Regions from separate parts of the Gossypium hirsutum genome. Here region 1 is linked to region 2. The links are chromatin contacts, called in public Hi-C maps. All regions are on one chromosome and are shown on one strand. The core of a region is the stretch at or near the end of the contact, and the rest is flanking DNA. Distances in the headings are between cores, read along the strand shown. Region 1 holds the start of LOC107925400 (FCS-Like Zinc finger 15). Region 2 holds the start of LOC107896694 (midnolin homolog).

Region 1 (7,685 bases), core at 4,237-6,736, 530 kb before region 2:
ATGCTTAAACTTAATGTATGATACAGTGACAGCGAAATAATATAAGATGGCCATGTGGGTAGAACATTTATATTAGAATGCACAACATAAAAGAATAACGAAAATATAGCAATAATAAGAATATTGATTCATGGCATTAACAACAAAATAAATAAAGTAGCTTAAAACAAAAAATGAAAATGAAAGTTGCTTAAATGAAAAGGAAGTATAAGTAATATCAAATTTAAATATAAAAAGTAAAAGAATAATAAATAAATAAAACAAATGTAAAATGATGTAATTAATTGCATGAATGACTGAATTGAAATTTAAACGGAATTAAAGGTATAAGTCATAATAAATTAAATAGAAAAACTGAATAAGGACTAAAATAAAATGCGCGTAAAGGAGGAGGGACTAACTGGGAAATTATTCCCTATCCTAAAACGCGTCGTTCCTTAAGGGACCGAATTGAAATAAAATTAAAATCATAGGGTAAAAATTTAAAAACAAAAAAGGACTGGATTGAAAAATAATTAAAAAGTAGAAGGACTAAAGGCACAATAAGACCACCCATTAAAAAACACATGGATCATTGCCAGGGTCGGGTCGAGTTGGCGGTTCAGTCTTCAAAATGATGCCATTTTGGGGTTTATGGACCCAAGCCTAAACGACGTCGTTTTGATATGCCTATATAAGTTAAAATTTAAAAAAAAATCATTTCCCCTTTTGTTTTTTTAAAAAAAACTCCTTTACCCCTTTTTTTCTTTGAAAATTTTTGGGCCAGTCATGGGTGCCACTGTTGCTTCGCTGCGACGGCTCCGCCGTTTGCGATGGCCAGAAAAAATAAAAAAAAACCCTTCTTGGTCGTTTTATCTCCCTCAACCCAAATCAAAAGTCAAAATCTCTAAAAGAAACCACCAAAATACCAAAAAGAGTAAAAAAACTTTTAGGTTCCTCACGCTCTCCTCTCTGACAGGGTTCTCTGGCGACGGCAGGTAAAAACCTTCTCTTTTTCTTTTTGTTTTATATTTTTTTATATATATAAAAATTGATTCGAAAAAAATAAAAAAGAAAAAAATCAATTACTTTCGAAATCTTATGTTATGTTGTTTTAAATTTTGGATGCTTTTTTGGTATTTTCTCTCTTTTTTTGATAGAGTTTTTATTTAAAAAATCCCTTTTTTTACAATCGGTTCAATGGCTTTTTATAGCCGATTACAACATTATTTTTTCTATTTTTCTATTGTTCTTGTTGCATGTTTGTTCTTCTTTGAAAGGGTGGTTGAGGAGCGGCAGAGCAGTTAATGGCGACAGGCTAAGGTGCGACAGCGGCTAGGTAGGGTGCGGCGGCACTAGGGGCTAGGGTTTTTGTTGCTTTTTTTTGCTGAAAATTGTTTAGGTTATGGGCAAGTTGAGCCATTAGGGTTTTTCTAATTATTTTGGGCCATTTGGGCCTCTTTTTTATTATAATTGGACTGGGTTTTTATTTTTATTTTTTTGGTTGTTGTTTAGGAGTCGGACAAAATTAGGCCCTTACAATAGTTGTTTCAATTATAAGATTAAATATTGTAACAATAACGAATTAGTATGGGTTTAAATGTGAACATAGTACTAGTGAAGAATATAATAAGAAAAATAAATAAACCCTAGCATTTGGCTTATTGATTAAGGATGTTCAACATATTCTCAAAGTCATGGGATTGATTCCTACATTGTGCATGTATGGTAGTTTAATGGTCAAAAAAGAAAATTTTAAATCTTTTTATAAAGATTTTAAAATTTTAATTCAAGCTTGTTTGATAACCAATTGAAAAAAAAATTAAATAAGATGAAAATTAACAATTTCAATGATTTAATTTTTAAGCATGTTTGATAACCCAAAATAAAAGCTAAAAGGTAGAAGTTTTCAATGAAAATGTAAGGAAAATGATAAGTAGATAAGGAGCTACTTATCCCTTAATATAATTTTTTTTCAATTGTTTCTTATTTAATTAATTTATTTTAACATTATTCTCTAAATACTTTGCATTTAAAATTTTAAAAAATATATTTATCAAACAATTTAATCATATTCTATACTTAATTTTTAAACATTTAATTTTCAGTATTTAATATTTCAGTTTATCAAACAACACTTAATATAAAATTTTTAATAAAAAATATTGAATAGAAGAATCCTTTAATGTTGAAAATGTTAAGTTGATTAAAAATTATATTGGAAATAAGTGATTTTTTAATGAACAAAAATATAAACTTTTTTGTTAAAATTAAAATATTGAAATGATTATATTTAATATTATCCAAAATTATCTAAAATAATATAAAATTTAATATTCATATAAGATTAAAAATATCAACAAGTGGTTGGGTGTAATGGTAAGACATATTACAATCCCAAAGGGAGGATCCAAGTTTGAGCATTGAAGACCCCGTTATTGAGAGAGGTAGCCACGAACCTTAAACATTGATTATAAAACGGATATAAAGAATATAAAAAATTACAAAATAAATAATTTTCAAAAACCAAAATCTACTTCCATACTTAATTTTTGTTTATATACCAAATGATATAAAATTAATTTTTATAAAATTCAGTACAAAAATTTAACATTTAAATTTTCGATAGTTAATTTTTCCGTTTATTAAATAAAACTTAAGTTTTAATTTGTATCCAAATAAGCTTTGTAATGTTTAGTTTATATCTTAATAAAGTTGTAATAAAATTTATTCTTTTCATTTGAATTAAAAGCTTATTTAGATTATAAGTTAAAAAATAAGAAGCTTATTTAGATTATTTTTAGAATAAATTTTAAAAAAATTTAAGTGTTGAATTTTCACTATTGAAATTTTATAAGTAGTGAAGTTATATTAAAAAGTTGTTTGGTATATATTAATAAAAGTAACTATTGAATGTAGTTATATTGTTAAAATTAATCTTAGTTTTTATAATTATTTATTTTTTAAATTCAATCTTACTAATATTATATATATTATATATATTTTTTTCATAAACATAAAATATAATAAGTGGATATTGATTAAAAAATGAATAGAATTATCAAATACATTTAAAAAATGAAGTGTTAAGAATTTCCATGATTTATTATAAAGAAAAAAAGGAGTGTCTCTTTGGTAGAATAAAACTATAAAGCTTATTTAAGTAAGAGGAAACCGATAATGAAATTGTTTTAATATTTTAGCATTTTAATTAAAGGAAGGGATAACGTTTTGATTAATGTTTTGTCGTCGAAAATGAAAAATGCATTTCATTCTCAATTGGCTACTCTCATTACCATTTTTATTAATCACATATGTAGCTGCATGATGGTAATCTTTAATACAATAATTAATTATTAGTTCACCAATAAAAATACTTGAAAGTGCTTGACGTGTATGTATTCTACTATTTCTCATTAATCAATCATGCAAAACTTAGGATAATGTAAATCAATTATTTGATAAGCATACGAAAATGATATTAAGGAGCAAGCTATGATTATTACTATTATTATTATTATTATTATAGTTTTCTTGCTGGCAATTGCGCTTGTAAATGTTGATAAATGTGTTGCTTTTTCATAGGTTTAGGGAAATTGGAATTCACTCCAAAACTATTTATGTGATGTTAGCTTGCTAATGGTGCAAAATTAATTTTAAAATTGATTTTTTTTAATATTTAGAGTATTTGTTTTTAAAAAAATTAATATATAAAAACTTTTTTTCAATTAAGAATTAACAACACTAAGCAATTCTAATTAATTAAGCCATCATATGTAATTTATTCATAAATTTAAAAGCAATGGAATCGTAATTAAAATTAAACCATGGGAGATTGGAAAACTCCACACACACATATCATTGTCTCTATGCATTTTTTTTCTTCTGATTTGTTCCAATCCCAAAAATAATGAAAAATCACGTCATTTGATGGTTCATAAAATAAATACTTGAAAGCTATATATATTGTCTCGCTTTCTTAGTTTTAAGGTTTATTTTATTTTGCAACGTAGGTAGGCTGCTGGTAATACTTGATATATAGATGAATTATGTTTCTTCGATGGGGATTAATATTTGTCTTTCTTTTAAAAATATAAAACACATTATTTGATATCCAACATGAACGAATGCACTTCAACTAATACATTTATTGGTAAAGTTCTAAATTTAAAATTATCGAATTTTCCGTTTAAATATGACGTTGTTACAAAACAATAATAAGAACCAAAGAATAAAGTGTTGTGATGAATCTAAAATGGTGTCAAGGTTGTAGTATTGACCAACTTTGGAGAGGATTGGATTCCAATACATTGGTGTAAAACAATTAATTGAAGGGAGGTTTGGCATTAAAGCAAACACACTGGTTCGTACACCACGTCTTTGTATAGGGTTTTCAAATAGCTGCCAAAGCCTTAAGTAAGACCACGTACCCCCAAAAATCAGAAGAAGCATGAATCGAGACAAAAGGAAGGGCAGAGATCAGCTAAGTAAAAGTACATTCGTCGGCTCTTATTTGAATAACATATGCCTTTTTTTATTTATTGTGATTTATTCTCCTTTTAAAAAATCCAAGTAGTAATAATCGTGACAAAACTATTTGCTTTACCACCCTATGTCACTCTAAAACAAATCATAATTGTAGTTAGTTCATTTTTGGAATTCTAATTTGAGTCAATTTTTTTAATTTTAAAATATTTTAATTGAACTTTCAAATTAAAATATCCTTTCAATTAAGTCCTTTGACATGAGTTTTTTTTAATAATAAAAAAAAACTCATTTGGATTAATAAATATCTATTTGAATATGAAATACAAGTTAATATTTAACAACCAAATTAATGACTAGATTGATGGAAACACTTAATTTGAACTATACTGTAAATTGGGGTTCAATAAAAAGATTTTGAAGTTGATAGAGTAAATTAAAATTTAATGGTGAAAGTACTCGCAAAGTCCCTCTATTATAGGAATTGAATAAAATAAGGCTTAGTGTCTCTATCATATTAAATTAATCAATTTAATCGTGAATTAATAGAAAGAATCAAATTGTAATAAAGTTAACATTTATTGTTAAAGTGAAGAAAGGGGCAGGAGGTAAGGGTCCTAGTTTTTATTTTAGCCCCTTCAAAATTTATAAAGGTATAACTTAATAATAGCAAAATTATAGTTTAACCCTCTAAAATAATGAAATTTTAATTTAATCATTTTCAAGACTTGAATACAATAATAAAATTATATTTTAACTATCTTAAAAATATAAAATTTAATTTCTTCTCCTCCAAAAGAATTCTACTTTCACCTGTTTATTATATAAAAATGATTATTTTTCATTAACATTTCAACTGGATGTCTACAACAGAGGATGCTGCACCCAAAATTAACTCATAATGTGCAATGGAATTAAGTAAAATAAAGAAAAGGTTAAAAAAATGGATAATGAGAAAGAAAGAAAAGAAAAGAAACTTGAAATGAAAGGGATAATAAGTGGGATGCGTGGCAGTTAAAAGAATAAGCAGTACAAAGTCAAATCCTTGGCTACACAAATCGTCCTTTCTTACTGCTACTGCTGTATCAACCCCCTCCTCTTCCCTCCGCTCTTTATAACTCCCTTCTTTCGATTTATATTTTTCTCTCATCCAAACAAACCACATCACTCTCCCAAAAAGGAATGAAAAGATGGTGGGACTGAGTGTAGTTTTGGAGAATCAAAAGAGTGGTAACCATAACATATTCAGTAAAAAAACCCCGCAACTTATTAGCAAAACAACCATGTTAATCAACACCAGCAGCAAAGTTTCTTCATCTTCTTCGAGCTCTTCTAGGTTGTCTCCTCCTACCACCACTTCTCACATGGTTCCTTCCTTTCTTGAACAATGCTTCCTTTGCAAACAAAAACTTTTGCCTGGAAAAGACATCTACATGTACAAGTATGTTTTTTTTTTCCTTTTTCTTTTTTTGTCGACTGTTTCTTTCTGTATGATTGATTCATGGTTTTTCTTTTGTTGTTGTTGTGATTGTTGGTAGGGGGGATAGGGGTTTTTGTAGCGTGGAGTGTAGGTGCAGGCAAATTTTCATGGATGAAGAAGAGAGTTTGAAGAAAGAAAATTGCTGTTTGGCTTCCATGAAAATTAAACCTTCAACACCTTCACCTTCTTCTTCTTCAGGCTCTCGCCATCATCGCAAAGCTTATTGAGAAACCTATGCAGCTGCCAAGAACTGGAAAACTTTTTTTTTTCATTTTGGTTAATTTCAATTGTATTTTTCCAGTGTAGGCTTGGCTAATTTTGTAATGACGGTGCCATGCGCTGTCGTTTTGCATGCTGGAATGAAGCCAAAAGAGCTTTTCCTTGTCTTTTAACTATTTTTGCCTTGAACATATATGGGATTGGTAGAGGAGCCCATGGTTTTGCTTTATTCCCTTCTCATTTAACATTTAGGATAACTAAAATAAATATTAAAAAAAACAAAACAATAATGGAGACCATTCATGGTATTTTACAGTTTGATTCATTTTTTTAATAAAAATACATGGATTCTATTATATTTTAAAATTACAACTACATAAATCAATTGATTTAACTATGTTTAAATTTGGCATTTTTTAATAAAATAAAATAAAATTAGTAAAATTCCAAAGAGTTTTATGATTTTATTGCAGGTTTGTTGTGTTTCAAAACGACAAAACATTTCATAGTAATTGAAAATATTGTTTTATCTGGACTGCATTTTACTGGTATTATTCTGGAGGGAATGAAGAATTAGTAATCTATAAAGAATAAACAAATTACTACTTGCCATTAAGGATCATTAATTTTCTTTTTCTTTATTTCTTTCACTTGTCCATATTTTTTTTTGGGATCATTTAGTTAGTGTTTATAATTAAATACCATTTTCACAACAAGAAGAAGAAGAAGATATTTAGTAACAATATTTACAAATTTGTTTTGATGCAGGCACATCGATAATTTAACACTGGTGACAGCTATTTGTTTTCAATGAGACGAATCCATATTAAATAGGGTCAGTTTTTCTTCTTCTTCTTTTTTTTTTTAATATTATTGATGTTAATTTTAATAAATGTTCTAAAATTATTCATACAGTAAAAAAGAAATAATCTTTCTTAAAATATCAACTCGGGTGTGTGTTTGATAAAATTATTTTTACAAGGCAGGCAGATGAGTTTTATGACATACAAGCATGTGCTTGGACTAGTACATACAGTTTGCTAACCGCAACAGGTAGTTTAAGTAGAAGCCTCTCATCTCTCCATGATTAACCAGATTTGAAGAGCAAAACTGCTTTCTGATCCAAATAGAAATAAACAAAGTGGTTCGTCTCGTGGGTTACGTACGAACCTGCATTCAAACGACATTCAAAGGATTAATCCAACTAATAATTATCAGTAATTTATCTTAGGTTGTCTTCACCAATTAGGAATGTCTAGTTATAGCATATAAACCACAAAACCAGGAGCAAGCAGGCCGCGTGGTCAAACATAATCGTATATGGTGAATAAAAATTGCATCCATAAGAGTTTTTGAAGAAGGGAAATGCCGGTATAGATCCTACTTCCTTACACCAAACGACCCAACTTCTACTCGAATTAGTATCTAATATAGTAGTGTTACATGTTCCCTAAGTATGTAATACACGATCGACTTATATAACGTGTTTCTTTGGTAATGAGCATCCAACATAGATCGGAGT
Region 2 (7,484 bases), core at 1,825-4,324:
AAGTTCTATCAATCCTATGATAAAACCATCTATTTTCCCTTTTTCAACCCCATGACTAAACAATCTATTTATAGGCTTACAAAACTTCAACTTTAAATTTAAAGAAGATAATAATATTATTTAGTTGATAATTATTAACGATTTCAATTATCAACAAATGGCGTAATATTATCATAAATTAAATCTTCACATAATCACCCTATTGTTGTTAAATTATCTTCACATCATGATGTAAAAAAAATCTTTAGGAAGTAATAAGTCATTATCGTTAATTAATCACCAAATAATCTTCAAATAGTAACCACTCGAAAATGTTTAATTCAGATCAACACTATTAAATATGATTATCATTAAATAATACTTAACACAAATAGCCATCACATTATCAGCCAAAGAAGTCTTGATAAAGTGTGACTTTGCGTTATTGAATTCTAGAGCTTTGTGTAAATAAATCTTCTCGTTACATTAGTTGTCTTTTAGAGTAACACGTAAATTAGTGTAACTTTGTTGCTTAAATAAATTGGAATAAATCACTAGGTCAAATTTACCAACTATTTATAACAATATGCATACTTCCATAAACTATTATACCAACAATTATATATTTTTGGTTTACTCAAAATTTTTGATATATGCTATCAAAATCAATCAAAAATAAAATATCACGCTAAATATTAAGAAAATATTTTACAAGGATGACAAAAACGTAATATCAAAGAGAGGAAGACTTTTGCTCGTTTTGATAAATGCAAAAATCCAACATGCATGCATACATATAATATATGCACTTTCCTTTTTATACTTTGCTACATATTCAACTCTTCACGGGGTCAAATGAGACAAAAACAGTGTGTACCTCCATGTGCCTCTTCATCCAATGGCTGCTTCAAGAGTTTCATTGAGTAAGAAATAAATATCCAACTGTATTAAATTGAATTCTGTTAAAATACAAATTAATTGTCGATTTATAAAGCACTGAACTTCCCTCCTCTCTCTTTTTTTTTTTCTTTTTATATTTAATGCTAAACGCAGTGGTGGTTTGGAATTGTGACTTAGACATGGAATTTATGAAATTGGGTCTTAACTAATTCATGATAAAGAATTGAATAGCCAGTCTAGAATTATCCATATGTACACATGGTCATATATAGTAGATTAAGGATTGAAAATATATATTTATAAAAGTAGTTGAAATGATAAAAATATTAAAAAATTATGACGTTTTGGTGTTCAAATCCAATCAAGTATTATTCTTAGATTTTATATGCTTTGAAATGAAGAAGAGTTGAATTAGAACTCGATTAAAGGGAGACAATAAATCTCTTCAATTTCAAGTATATTAGTCAAAATGGAAGAAAAATATTAGTAGCATTCAATTTATTTGTTTATTTCTAACTTTTAAATAAAATACGAGTTTCATAAAAATGCAAAAAGAAAGAGGACAATTGATAGTTGAAGTATAAAGTGTCATATTATATCATAAAGTTTTGTGAAAAGTAGGTGTCGAAGATCATAGCGTATTGAGCAAAAAATGGAACATGGGATCCACAAATGTTTTTAACATATTGTGCACCAATCCAACAATTATCATGTTTTTTTTAATTAAAAAAATTAATTGTTTTAACCTTTTGATTAGCACTCAATATCAAATAATTGAAGTGAAAATATCATAATAAATGGTAAATAGTTTAGGGATAAGAAGGCGCATGCAGCAGCAAGAGTTGATGTGTTGAACAAATGAGTGGGAAAAGGAGGTTGGTGGATACAACATTGTGGGGGGTCACTCACTCTGGCCCTTTTCTTCCATTGCTGTCGCTCTTCCCTCTTCAACCAAATTTTCACAATCTTTTTCTTTGTTCTCCACTTATTGTTAACTCCTATCACTATTTAACTTAATTCCATTCCATTAATTTAATTTTTTCCAATTAACAAAGCAAAATAAATTGGGACGAGCAAATGAACCCGAGAAGGAGAGGGCCCTTCACAAACTAATTATGTCAAAATTATAATTTAAATCTTTTTAAATTATTAATAATTTAGTTTAAACATTTTTAATACAAATTTTTACTTATTTTATAATTTTATCTCAACCTTTCTAAATAAATTTTTTGGTTAATTATAACCAAAATCTATTTATATTAATCCACACAACTCTACCTTCTTTTTCTAATGATTTTTTTCAAAATTTTTAATAGTATAAAACCATATATTTATAATGTGTTCATGAATACATGTAATTGTTTAGGTCATGTATAAAATAATTATATATAACTTATTAACATATATATGATTTTAGTTTGTATTTCTAGTACATATACTAAAAAATAAAATATTATAACGAATAAATTAGTAACTTTAAAAATCGGGTAGGTTATCACAAATACCTCACTCCACCATATGCATTTAAAATAAAAAATCTCAGATGATATAAATTTTATTAAGTGGCCATCGTCTTAATAAAAATATTATAGAGATATTTGTATTAAGAGTTGATAATATTTTACTTTTATTATTTAAAAATAAATAAATTAACTTTTTTATATTAGAGCAGAAAGTAAATTAATCATTTTGGTTAAAAATTCCATCTATTTTTTACTATTAAAGCTAATTATTAATTGTATGTTAAAATGAAATACATGACACATCACATGCAATTATTTAATTATTCTATATTTTTAATAATAAGAATAAATAAAATTTTTAATAGTATTTAATCTATCGTACAAACAATAATTAACTCGTTTTTTAAATAAAAAATTAAATACAATCTTATTATTAATACAGTATCCTCTATTATAATTTTACCCTCATCCCTCGTTATACGAAACCCTTTTCTATGGAGTCTAATAATTTTTTATATTTTCAAGTATTATATATAAATAAGTTATAAGAAACTAATAATTGATTTTTATCAGGAAAGAAAAAGCCAAGTAAGCAGTAATATATTTAGAGATAAAAAACAAAGCGAATTTCATAATGCAATGGCAGAAAAAGAAGGAATCTACTCTAATCCATCCATCTACAAAGAAGAAGCATATTTTCTTCTTCTAAATTCTAATATATATTATATATAAAAAAATATAAAGAAGAAGAGCAAAGGGCAAAGCGAAGCAATGGAGTTAAAAGGAAAAACCCTTCCCAGGAGCTAAAGTGAGGAGTCAGAAGAGAGTGCTTTGGTTAGTAGATTCCTGTGGGAAGGTGATAGGCGGGGGGTTGATGAAAGCTAAAAAAGGGATTAGGGTTTAGCTTGTGTATGGTTTATATGATAATATCACTTTGTTTAATGTGTAGGCAAGTCAGTGTTCCACGTGCTCCTGGGGACTCTCTCCCCCCTCCCCCTCTTCAATGCCATATTTTTTTTCCCCACTCAATTACACTCTCTGACTCTCTGTTTCCCTTCTTTTGTTTGCATCTTCCCCTTCCCATTTCTCTCTCTTTTCTTGGCAGGGAAAAAAGTGAGTAACTTGTGGGAAAGCAAAAACAAAGGCCATATCTTTGATGTGAAAAGAGAGCAATACCAGTTACAAGGATCAAAGATTTTCTAGATATTTTTGCCTTCCCAGTTAGTTTAACATGATGGAAGGAATCAAAGGTGGAGGAGGAGGTAGAGTTGGTGTTGGTGTTGGTGTTGAAGAAGATATGGGAGATGGTATGCAATGCAGTAATCATCCTTATAGAAATAACCCTGGTGGGATTTGTGCTTTTTGCCTTCAAGAGAAGCTAGGCAAGTTGGTTTCTTCTTCTTTTCCTTTACCGATTCGTGCTTCACCTTCTTTTTCTTCTTCCCCGCCTTCTTTTAGATCTGATACTGGTGCCATTGCTACTAGTTGTGGCGGAAATGGTGGCGTTAGTGGTGGTGGTGGTGGTGTTGCCACTTTTTCCGCTTCTTCACTGTCTATGTCTGTTCGTCCCATAACAAAAACTAGGCTTGATAGTGGCAATAATAACAGTCATTATGAAGAATGTTATACAAGGCGGGCCAGGATCCCTTTCCTTTTGGCAAAGAAGAAAAAGAAGATCATGGTGGCATCATCAGATCATCATCATCACCACCACCACCATCATCATGCTAATATTGCTTTGAAGAGAAGCAAGTCAACTACAGCTCCCAGGAGAGGCCGGTTCTTGGATGGTGAAGTAGATAATGGTGGAGGCTTCAGTCCCAGAAAAAGAAGTGGTTTTTGGTCATTTCTCTATCTTTCTTCCAAGAGCCATAGTTCCAAAAAACCAGACAAGGTTGCTTCAATAGCACCACCGGCAGTCACTGTCTCAACAGCAACAACAATGGGGGGACCTTCATCCTCAAGTGCGGTCGTGAATGTAAAGCCAAAGGAGAAAAGCTTGGGTTCATCATTGTCGAGAAAAGGAGGCATTGTGGTAGTAGAAGAGGATGACAGCCCCAACAGTGAAGCCACTGCCTCAGCTGCATCATCATTTGAGCGCAAGGTTTCGAGATCCAGGTCCGTAGGCTGCGGAAGCCGGAGTTTCTCCGGTGATTTCTTCGAAAGGATCTCAACCGGGTTGGGAGATTGCACTCTCAGACGAGTTGAATCCCAAAGAGAAGGCAAACCAAAATCCTCCGCCGTCGGCGCCGCCTCATCATCATCAGCAATGAAAGAAAGGGTAAAATGCGGTGGCATATTCGGTGGTTTCATAATCACATCATCATCGTCTTCCTCCTCATCTTCATACTGGTTATCGTCATCAGCGGAGGATCATAACGGGAATGGGAAAGCAACAGGAGCAGCGCTGATCCATGGGAGGAGCAGGAGTTGGGGATGGGCATTTGCAAGCCCCATGAGAGCATTCACCAAACCATCCTTTGGTAAGAAAGATGCTACCACCGTCATTAGAGAATCAAACAACAAAAACACAACTCCCAATCTGGCTGCCATTCCTTCCTTATTAGCTGTTAGAAGCTAAAAATGATTCCAGTTAATACGCATTACATTGGCTTAATTATTATTGCCTGTTTATTTCCATATTTATTATCATATGTTCTTAAGAGACTCTATTCCTTTAGTAATGTTACACCCCTTAATCCCTTCCTTACTTGTTACTACTACTGCATCACATATATCTGCAATTAATTATATTTTGGACTCTTCATATTTTCTGATTCCTTAAATAATGTGTATTGTTTGTTAACGTTTGTAGTGTTGATTTGGAAGTAGTGTAAGAAACGTTTTTGCCCTCATCACATGCATTCACATGGCTGTATGACGGTCTTAAGACACATGCTTACCCCTTAAACAACCCCATTGACCGTTTGATTTTTCTGATTCTCAAACTACTTTAAGAAAACAATTAATACGTAATTCCAACCCTTATGTATTTATTTTATTACCAATCTCACCTGACAACACATCAAATGCTGGGATTCAGTTGATCAACTTAATTTCTTACATGTTTTGCTATTTGCTACTTTTCACATTGTTAGAGCTATCTTAGGGATATTAATTTGGGCTATACTACCAATGACTTGTGAGAACAGCATGTAGCAGTGTGATGAGGGTGTTGCACTGTTTTCTCTGGGATATGATGCAAACATAATGGATAATATGGTAGGGAAGAATTTAGGCTTTGCAATGGCCAGTCCAAAGATAAAAAGATATAATTTTTCTAGAAGAATAAAAGAATATATATAATATTTTTTTCATTAGTGTACTTGTTAGAATTGAAAAGTAAGAGGAGTTGCTTCTTATTTTCCTTTTTTTCACTCCAATTTGAATGATTAAGAGGAATTGCTTCTTATTTTCCTTTTATCACTCCAATTTGAATGATTTATTTTTATTAAGAACCTTTAAATTTTTCCCTTTTCATTTTTTTCCCACTCAATTAAAACACACATTGCTAAAAAAAAAAAAAGGACAACCTTTCTGTAATGTACTTCATACCCCCCTCCCTCTCTATTTGGGGTCCAAATCTGCCAAACTCTCGTACGAAATTAATAGGGCTTTGACGTTCAAGGAAACTTGAGAGAGGAGAAGACAAATGATTACATGGTTGAGTAACGTGAGCACCTATTATGATAAATTTTGACTAATCTCTATGAATCTATTTTTTTCCTCTTATCTAATTCAATTTTATACCGCCCTGAATTATTAAAGATTGTCCAAATTCCGGGTCATATGGTAAAAATTACAAATATTTAAGGTAAATTCTATCATTAATCACTAAATTATAGATAAGTATTTGTATTGCTCACTCAATTTAAAAAGTTATAAACTGATCATTGAATTATTAAAAGGTTTTCATTTAAGTTATTGGATTGTTAAGATTAATTTTATATGTATAGTTTTCTCTGTTCGCACTGTCTGTTCCGACTGAAAGCTCTTTTCCCCCTTTTCTTGTATAATTTATTTTTTATGAAACAATTTTAAATGTTACGAATCTGCAAACCAAAATTCAAATAACTTTTTTCTTCGATCTCAAACACTAATCGCCAGATTGACTTAGATTTAAGGTATGTTTTACTCATCGATGGTTACTGGCTCATCGTATCGATCGTCCAATCGTTGCTTAGAGCTTATTGGCAGAATTCTTCTAAAAAAAACTTAATATTCTAATGATTTAAATAAAAAATTTTAAATAGTTTAGTGGCTTAAATAAAAAATTTTAAATAATTTAATGATTAAATTGTAATTTTTTAATTAAATAACCAAAACGAAAATATATTCGTAATTTAATGACTAATATTATAGTTTATCCAAATATTTAAATAAAATCGTAAATATCTTTCAACTTGATGGGTCCAATTCGCCCCCACCACTGTGGATGCGTTTTTTAGTAAAGAAATTAGGTTTTGGATAGATTTTTTAATTTTATAAGATTTATTAATATTTTTAGAATTGAATTATTAGTTAATTAAGTTAGACTATGGATTCAACCAATTTAATTAAAAATTATTAAAAAATCATAATTATGATTCTTCTTAATTTGTGTTGCATGGAACTGTTCATTGAAGCTTTTAAATTTTTTCTAAGCATATATACTGTTATATAAACATCTTAAATGGAACTTGGATAGCTATCGGACTCTAAACTTATGATATTGTGGGTAGGGAGGCGAGGAAATTTATTGGGAAGCGATGATATGACATAAGGACCTGAGGGCAGCACTGCAGGGAAACCTGAGAAAGGCTGCGATGGCACTGTGGAATCACTACATTAAATTTGTGGACCATCCGTACATAGGACATGAATGAACATCACCACTTCTTTAACCCACCATGAGTTAGGGATGCTTCCTTGTGCTTTTAGATTAGATGAGATGAGATGAGATTTATAAAGAGAGTCGGATGGTAGCTAGCTTTTGAGAGGTTGAGGGCATTGGGAAGGTGCAATTCTCTTTAGAAGTAATAGGCTCTTCCTCACCCCTACTCCCCAAACTTCCTTTTTCATGTCTCCTTTTCGTCTTCATCTATACTTCCTCAAGGTTGAGTAGTTATTGTCATCTACTCTCTCGTTATTACATCTAATTGT

What was found. Hi-C and Micro-C count contacts between places; a contact is called where the count stands out from the background.
Region 1: a contact with region 2 is called in a Hi-C map of leaf, with 2.8 times the contacts expected there. The contact joins the promoter of LOC107925400 here to the promoter of LOC107896694 in region 2. A contact is called at or near these places in 2 of 34 Hi-C or Micro-C datasets (both in leaf).

Annotation. Positions count from the first base shown.
Region 1 is chrA10:97,186,622-97,194,306 of Gossypium_hirsutum_v2.1, reverse strand. LOC107925400 (FCS-Like Zinc finger 15) reads left to right here and starts at 5,486. Exons shown (of 2, transcript XM_016856061.2): 1 at 5,486-5,905; 2 at 6,003-6,336. The coding sequence starts at 5,655. The coding sequence ends at 6,171. It overlaps LOC107896699 (dynein light chain 1, cytoplasmic), which reads right to left. Exons shown (of 3, transcript XM_016821931.2): 3 at 7,079-7,333. The coding sequence ends at 7,251.
Region 2 is chrA10:96,654,809-96,662,292 of Gossypium_hirsutum_v2.1, reverse strand. It overlaps LOC107896694 (midnolin homolog), which reads left to right and starts at 3,074. Exons shown (of 1, transcript XM_016821926.2): 1 at 3,074-5,052. The coding sequence starts at 3,574. The coding sequence ends at 4,923.